Linked DNA regions of Zea mays: region 2 is linked to region 1. The links are chromatin contacts, called in public Hi-C maps. All regions are on one chromosome and are shown on one strand. Each heading gives the region's core, a stretch centred on a gene start, on an enhancer-like site or on the middle of the called end of the contact. The rest is flanking DNA. Distances are from core to core; before and after follow the strand shown. Region 1 holds the start of LOC100281668. Region 2 holds the start of LOC100285048 (pepsin A).

Region 1 (4,164 bases), core at 696-3,195:
GAGCTTCAGGAAGTGCTTCGGCAAGTATTTAGATTGTCAAAGATCTATGGAAGTGTGACAAAATGAAATAGAGACACAAAGACTTGAGTGAAATTATGCAAATAACTACTGACACATGATCTCGATTCAAAATCGTAAGTGATGCTGCTGAATAGCAATTGCAGCATAGTGCTTGTTCAACTCCTTCGATAACCTTGACGACCTCAATTCCTTATCCATGTTGTCCATTTGCATGGCATAATGTGGAAAATCAGTATAAGAATTGCTTGCTGATAGGAGCAAAGTAGAGATAGTTGTGTTAGTATCAGTGGTATCATGACACGCTAGGTGACATTAAAATTTCAGGTTGTCAACCACTCACACTAAGTGCATTGTCTTTGTAGGACGTTGTGAATGCTAAAAAATAAAACAATTTCTACGTCATACTGATCCGTTGTAAAATAACTTGTGATATATAGTCTCCACGGGATGTGTGGAACAGATGTGAGAGATGGGAGAAAAGTGTCTACCACTGCCCCTTCTCCTCAATGAGGTTGTCCTAGTAGCTATTCTTGTTGCCGCCAGACATGGTCGTAGTGGGGGAGAGCTTCACCAATGACACGAGCACCCATTGCATGACCACGAAGGCGGTGCCGATGAGGAGTTGTTGAAGCCCCACTCATGTAGAGGCCACCGGCGATGGGTCCGAGCGCCCGCGCCTCTCCCTCGGAGGCCACTAGCGAACCCTCTTCTGGCTACCAGACTGGAAAAAAAACAATGTTGAGAAATCAATAGTCGATGGTCAATATCTGTGGGGAAAGGACATAGGAGTTGTGGCGAGATGTGCGGCGTACGTTGGCCAACGTCGAAGCGGCCCTGGTCGGCGACGGCGGCGGGGATGATGAAGTCGCTAGCCTCAGACATCCTCATCGTATTTGGCCTCTGCGGCGGCGAGGAGGAGGATGCGCGGAGGGGAAGGCGAGGCGGGACACGGCGGGTCGGCGCGGCCTACGAGACGGTCGACCACACCGCGGCTGCGCGGAGGGGAAGGCGAGGCAGGGGCATGGCGGGTCAGGCAGCCTCCGAGACGGCCGGCCACACCACGGCTGCGCGGCTACGCGGAGGGAAAGGCGAGGCGGGGCCACATGGCAGACTTTGAGGGGGGGCAAGGCGGTGGCATTGGCCGCGCCAGACGCCCACTTTGCTGTCTTAATAGTAGTAGTGATATATAAGTTGAAAAACACTAGTTTTGGTGATCCGGACCACCAAATATAATGATTAAATTATTGAAACGAGAAGTCCTCAATGATTTTTTTAGTCTTTATATGGTATGGGAAAAAACCATGGTCCCAAGGCCTATACCTGCATCACTAGACCTTGAGACGATCTACTGCTGCGTGAAGGAATCCAAGGATCGAACGATCTCCTATTATGGTACGCGGACCGAGCAACGGACTGATTCCAAATCAATAAAATCAGATGATTTTAAGGTCTAGCAATACATGTTTCGATTTCGGTACCGTATTTTTTTGATTGATTTTATATATACCACTCAACTTTTAAAAAATAAATAGTTATTTGATTTTGTAAAAGGTTGAGTTGTATATCTCTGATGAACCATTTTTTCATATGGTACGGGCTTTCTTGCACAGCCTGCAGCACCCCGAGCAGCAGGCGACCATCCTCTCCGCGGTGGACCGCAACCGTCAGCCGCGGTTGCTGCGGCGAAAACTCAAAACCGCGCAAACGACCCGGGGGCCCGATCCATCCGCCCCGCTCGTTCGTTTTTATTTTGTGTCCGATCAGTGCCAGCGTACAAGTGGCAATAGCGGCATTCTTCTCCTGTTTCCTTCCCGCTTCCCCCCTACCCTTGCGGGCCCCACGTGCCGCATTCCCTTGCCACCACCAACCCTCTTTTTTTTCTTCCTTCGTCCGACCTTTCCATAGTCAAACCTTCCCTCTTCACCTTCTCCTCTCCTGTCTCGTCTTCCGTTGAAGAGAGGCATGCGCTCGGGCGGCGGTTGGGTGCTTCATCATCGTACGTAGCTGCCTGCCAAGGCGCATCTTATCTTTAGAAGGCGACGAGGAGGAGAAGGGCAGGGAGAGGAGGTGTGTGTGCGCGCGCGCACTGTGCAGTGATGGAAGCGGCGGGGGACGAGGTGGTGCGGGCGCTCGGTGCCGGGTTTGACCTCACGTCCGACTTCCGTATGCGGTTTGCCAAGGCCAGCGAGGGGCGGCGCCTGGTGGAGCTCGGCGAGGAGACAAGGGACGTGCCGCTCCCGGGCGGCGGCGGGGCAACGCTCCGCGCGGTGCCGCGCGACGTCGGCGTCGACAAGGGAGACCGCATCCGCTTTCGCTCCGACGTACTCGAGTTCAACCAGGTGCGTACCACGCCCGCGCGCCACGGTCTCCTCGCCGCGCTCCCTCCCGCTTCTACTTCCAGTTCCAGCGCGCCGCGTGATCGGACGGACTGACCTGGCTGCCCCGTTTTATCCCGCGGGTTGCCTGTTCTGATGCCGTGATTGGTGGTGGTCATGGATTTTGGGGGATCGGATGGGGTTGGATTCATCATGCCTTTGATGTCTTCTTGTTGCGTCCGCAGCATCGCGAGCCGAATCAACGCCTCATGGTTGAATTCACCTTCTCGTCCGCTGGACGCTGGTTGCTTCAAAAATTGCCCATCTGATTTGGGCGTCAGAATTTCTCTTTGCCTTCCAGTTTCATCATTTTCTTCTTTTATAATAATTAAAAACCATTTTTTCTGCTTCATGACGCGGTATGGCCATTATTTTTCTCGTTCACATGATATGCCAGTCAACTAATCCAAGTACTGTGCTTAAAGTTCAATCATTATCAACAGTTGTAGTAGAAGCCACACCCGTCTTCGTTTCTTTTGCGTGCGGGCACAAATTCTATATTACTGTACGTGGTACTAGTGGCTGTAGCTAGTCTGCGCGCCCCAACAACCGTGTAAGCTTTCCTGGTCTGCGGAGCATCAGGATCGAGATGCTACTGCCTTCCATTCATTAACGCCGGAGAATGTCTGGCGTCCTGGAATTATCCTGCTGATCCCTTTTGCTGAGCTGCGTGCCTGATCCTGATGCCTACGGCCTACCGGAGTTCGGCGGCCACCTGTATCGGCTGCGGATATTGCCTTCCTTCATCATGGCTCCTCGATCTGGCAGGCAGCAATTAATTTCCCTGCAAATCCTTCAACGATTCGGTTCGGTGCGCATTACATCACGCTGATGTGCGATTAGGACTCTGGTGACATTCAGACTAGCAGCTTCCGGTGGAATTCAGCTTTTGTGGACGGCAAGTAAGCAAATGTGAAACCACTCCACGGCAATCCACCTTGGACTTCAGAGGTTGCTTACTGAAGTCTAGCAAGATAGCAAATGGTGTGTAACCCCGTGGCAGGGAAATGCTAGTCCTTGTCATGGTAGCTGGTATATAATGCAAGTCTATGACAAAAAAAATATTTGTGGGACTTTTGGGGGTGGTTTTGGACAACTAAATTTTCATGTATTTCTGGTGCACGACTGCAGCATGTCATTGGACCATGTGGCCTGTTAAATGTGTAGAACCTTCTTGCTTTTCGATCAAGGTGAAAAGCAGCTTTACTTGACGCCTTGGTTTTAAGTACAATTCACATGGTAGGTTTGTGTCATTTGCTTATGAGTCAAGACCATGACTAGGTTACCATCTCTTTGCTTAACACTTCAACATTTAATATTGCCCTGTTTCTGATAAAGTGAGTATGGCTGTGTTTCCTACTGTTCATGTGCCCTTACTATGCTAGCTCGGTGTTTCTTTTCCTGTTTTCCCTTCTAAAAGTAGTTTAGTATTTTGGGTTGTAACATTGAAAATCTGCTCCTTTCACATTTGGAGGTGGTTATTCCCTGTTTATCAGGGTTAAAAGCCGCTTTTTCTTTATTTCTTCACTGGAATGTTACTCTCTAGTAACATGACAGTAGAACTGATCGAAGTTACTAAAAAGGTTAATTGGTGACTAAAACAAGTTTGATTCTAAAGTTCATTATGTTGTTAAGTACAGCTGTGGTACTCCATCTGCAAAATGTTTACAATTTATTCTGCTCACATTTTAATTTCCTTGATTAGATGTCAGAATTGCTTAATCAGAAATCTTCAGTCCAAGGGAAAGTTCCTTCAGGCTATTTTAAT
Region 2 (4,164 bases), core at 1,089-3,588, 200 kb before region 1:
CAATCTAAAAACCCAGTCACCAACGTAGCGGACAACGAGACGGTCTAGGGGCATGGACATGAGGTAGTTTATGTTTCTCACAAATCTCGTGGAGTAGTGATGTGAGGCATGACTAGTCGAGAACCAGACAAACACCAGCTCGTGATAGAGATGGAGTGAGGATGCACCAATTGGCCAAAATTTTCAAGGAAAGAGTTTTGAATTCTGGCAGAGGGAGTCAAAGACTTCAACGAAGGAGATCGTAGGAAGGCGATGGGGGAGGTTGTAACCTGGATAACAAGTGACATCGAGTGGGGGCACATTGCATAGCCGAATCTTACCGACAGAGCTTGGACGAGAGGCGACGCCGACATGGTCACCATGTCTAGCTTCAGTGGGACATGGTTGGGTGGGGTCTTGTGGGGGAAGGTGGCTGGACGCAGGGGTTGTGGTGGATCCTAGTGGTGACGTTGCTAGGATGGCAGAGGCAGCGAAGGCATGGAGGGGTTCTAGTGGAGGGTCCGGAGGGTCGCCCATCATTCTAATCATTGAGTGTTATATAATTTTTCAGGAAGTCAAAGTGGTTTCTCCTCCTAAGACCACATAATTCCTGAGGGATGAAACTAAAACTGAAAGGAACTTGTAGCTTGGTAACAATACAATCACTATATAATATTGACAACTAATTGGATTCTTAGCACTACATAAAGGGTAGACTATTGGATAAGCAAGTTGCAACAACTCACCCGGAGAGGAGTGCTCGATTTAATCCATGAATCATACACAATATGATATGATTTATCGGGGTCTTGAACCATCATAAATTTACTAACATGAGTTGAAATTTTGGATATCATAATAAGTAAAATATTATATTCAAATTGTTGACTACTAACATGGAGACCAAAAACCAACAAAGTTAACTATAGTATATTGCTTTCCTTCTTCTTGGATATGGATCCTGGCATCGCCTCATAGTGAGGCCGAGTGAGAGTTGCGGGGAGGAGGCGTTGAGCCGAAGAAAGACAACAGGGTGGTGGTTCTTGTCCGACGTCAGCATGGCGGGACATTCAGTGTGGAAGAAGTAGCCGAGGAGGAGCGACACACGTGGGAGGGCGCAGGTGGTGGCCGAACACCAGCGGTGGCAGGTGAGTGCTACACGGAGGAGGTCGGATAGGCCGCAGGGGTGAGGCGACGAAGGATGGCCTAGAGGAGGAGGTCCATGAGGTCGTCGATTGTCTAGCAGAGGAGCACGAGCAAAGGTGCGGGAACTAACGTGCCTCCGCAGATTGTTTCGGGCCAAGGTTCTTTCGAAGTAGGCTTACGGAAAAACAAAATAACCTTGTTGGTATGGATTTTCCATTAATCATATTAAGCCTTGGGCCATACAGTGTCGTAGACAAAGAATAGCTAGTAGGGGCCCGAGCCCTCTTAGGTTTGTACAAAGATATAAATACATATGAATTGCAACTAGTTTTTAAGCATTTAAGTATATATAATTAGTGATCGATTCAATAAATATTGACTATTTTGTTATTTGTGCGTTTGAGAAAAATAGGTAGTCTATGAAGTTAAATTTAAACTGAAATCAGACACCCATATATTACATATAATCTATTACATTTTATTTATGACTCCCTTTGTACAAAAATTATGGCTACATTCTTAAGGCCAGGATATTACTGTCCACCTAGGCCACCTCTGTAAAACCCCGCCGAGGGCAGAGGCAGACTCAAACGCCACCGAGTTTTAATATCGGAGACATGTATGCAATTAGAGAACGTATCAGGTGCAAACCAAACACTTAGTGCAAACCGTGCAAATCAATATATTGGTGAAGGTGGGAGGGTAAATTTAAAAATATATCAAAAGAGGTTGAAGGGTCATTTTAAAAGGTGATACACGCCGGTAAGGTTGTTTTGTAAAATTATCATGTCTATTTGCACGATTTGTACCAAATAATTGGTTTGCACATGATTCGTTTCCATGTAATTATGGCATGTATAATAGATGTTTTGAACTATATCTTCGAATGCATATAAGGGTGTAAATGTAAAAAAACCCAGGACACGTTTCTTGGCAAAGATACTATGTCTTGGCTCTACTATATTCGAAACAAATGACTAGCTGATTACTTAATTTAATTTATTTAATGTTCTGATTGGTATAATGAATATAATAAAACATGTCAAATATATTATTTTGTATTTTAGTTATGTTTTATATTTGGAGTATCGTATAGGGTTGTACAGGGTTATACGATGGAAGGAAAGAAATATCAGTATCTCCCGGCTGATTTAAACACGGGCCGTTGAAAGCAACGCCTATTAAATTTCCCCTTGTGCTCCCGCTCCTCACACTCTTCTCTGCGCCTTACCAGAAGGCGGACACAATCGTCGTTCCCTTGCGACCTCACCGTCTGGCTGCCTCTGCCTGGAGTAGGAAGACCTCCGCACTAAGCAAAGTAGCAAAGCCAGAGCCCGATCGGATCGATGGCGGCGGTGCCCCGCGCTTCCAGCTTCTTCTCGATGCTACTCGTCCTCCTCTCATTGCTGTCGGTGGAGCGCGCGGCCGCCACCGGCCTCTTCCAGGTGCGCCGCAAGTTCCCGCGCCACGGAGGCGGGGACGTGGTGGAGCACCGCCTCGCGGCGCTTTTGAGGCACGACATGGGCCGCAACGGCCGGCTCCTTGGTGCCGTTGACTTGCCCCTTGGCGGCGTCGGGCTCCCCACCGCGACCGGGTAGGTGATCTATCAGCATCGGCTGCGCGTGTGCGTTTCTGGCTGCGGTGATGATGATACATAGTAGGCTTCTCTTGGCGTGTCTGACTGGGGTTTCTGCGCAGCGCAGCCTGTACTACACGCGGATTGAGATCGGCTCGCCGCCCAAGGGCTACTACGTGCAGGTGGACACCGGCAGCGATATCCTTTGGGTGAACGGCATCAGCTGCGACGGCTGCCCCACCAGGAGCGGCCTCGGGGTAATGCTCTCCAGCCAGCCATGGCGCCATGCTTTTGTCTCTTAGAAGATTTTTTTTTCTCGTGAAAAAGGATCGTGCTGGGTTTGGTTGTTAGATAGAGCTGACGCAGTACGACTCGGCCGGCAGCGGGACCACGGTGGGGTGCGAACAAGAGTTCTGCGTTGCCAACAGCGCGGCGAGCGGCGTGCCCCCCGCGTGCCCCTCGGCGGCGTCGCCGTGCCAGTTCAGGATCACCTACGGAGATGGGAGCTCCACGACCGGCTTCTACGTCACAGATTTCGTGCAGTACAATCAGGTGTCCGGCAATGGCCAGACCACCCCGTCCAACGTCAGCATCACGTTTGGGTGAGAGCCTTGGGGGAGCAAGTGCACCTGGCCTGGGGGACCACTCGTCCGTTGATTCTGCCGCTCTTTCCGTGCTGCAGGTGTGGTGCGCAGCTTGGTGGGGATCTGGGATCGTCGAGCCAGGCGCTTGATGGGATTCTTGGGTTCGGCCAGTCGGATGCGTCGATGCTGTCGCAGCTGGCTGCTGCTTGTAAAGTGAGGAAGATTTTTGCTCACTGCTTGGACACTGTGCGTGGTGGTGGTATCTTCGCTATTGGCAATGTGGTACAGCCCCCCATAGTGAAGACGACGCCGTTGGTGCCCAACGCGCGCGTACGTGCTCTCTGCTCTGCTTTCCCCCCGTTTCCATCCTCATCATACCTATTTTCTGTCTCATCTACTTTGAGCTGCTCTCGTGGTAGTCTTTGTTGACTGATAGTTTAGTTTGTTTGATTTTCCCTGCCATGGCTTATCAGCCGGAACTCTTGGTAGTTAGTTTAGTTTGTGCTAAGCGGAGTTGACTGACCCAACATCCAAAGCTTTGACATTATAGACACAAAAGCTTTGACCGTTTCCTGATCACTATTCGTTGAAAATCGATCTTGAAGCACGACCTGTTTCCAGCCAAAATGTGTTTTATTTATTCAGGGACAGGACAGAGGGAGTACAATATATCAAAGTGTCCCAACTCCCAAGTTCTTATCCAGTTATCCTTACAGCTTTTAATGCCAATGTCTTGGTTTACTCTTCATGTGCGCCCCTTGGATTTATCTATGTAAATAGTAAAGCTACCATCCTCTTCAATTACTTTTTCCGCATGTATTCTTTTGAATGATGCTCTGGAACCTCTTATTGAAATTTACCACAGGACACACTACAATG

Evidence for each region. A called contact is a pair of places that touch in the nucleus more often than the background predicts.
Region 2: a Hi-C map of bundle sheath shows a contact between it and region 1, with 6 times the contacts expected there. The contact joins the promoter of LOC100285048 here to the promoter of LOC100281668 in region 1. A contact is called at or near these places in 5 of 25 Hi-C or Micro-C datasets (bundle sheath, ear, leaf and 1 more).

The regions. Positions count from the first base shown.
Region 1 is chr4:96,174,441-96,178,604 of Zm-B73-REFERENCE-NAM-5.0, reverse strand. It overlaps LOC100281668, which reads left to right and starts at 1,945. Exons shown (of 7, transcript NM_001154588.2): 1 at 1,945-2,360; 2 at 4,102-4,164. The coding sequence starts at 2,118.
Region 2 is chr4:96,372,178-96,376,341 of Zm-B73-REFERENCE-NAM-5.0, reverse strand. LOC100285048 (pepsin A) reads left to right here and starts at 2,338. Exons shown (of 10, transcript NM_001157943.2): 1 at 2,338-2,719; 2 at 2,829-2,958; 3 at 3,053-3,303; 4 at 3,384-3,611; 5 at 4,151-4,164. The coding sequence starts at 2,472.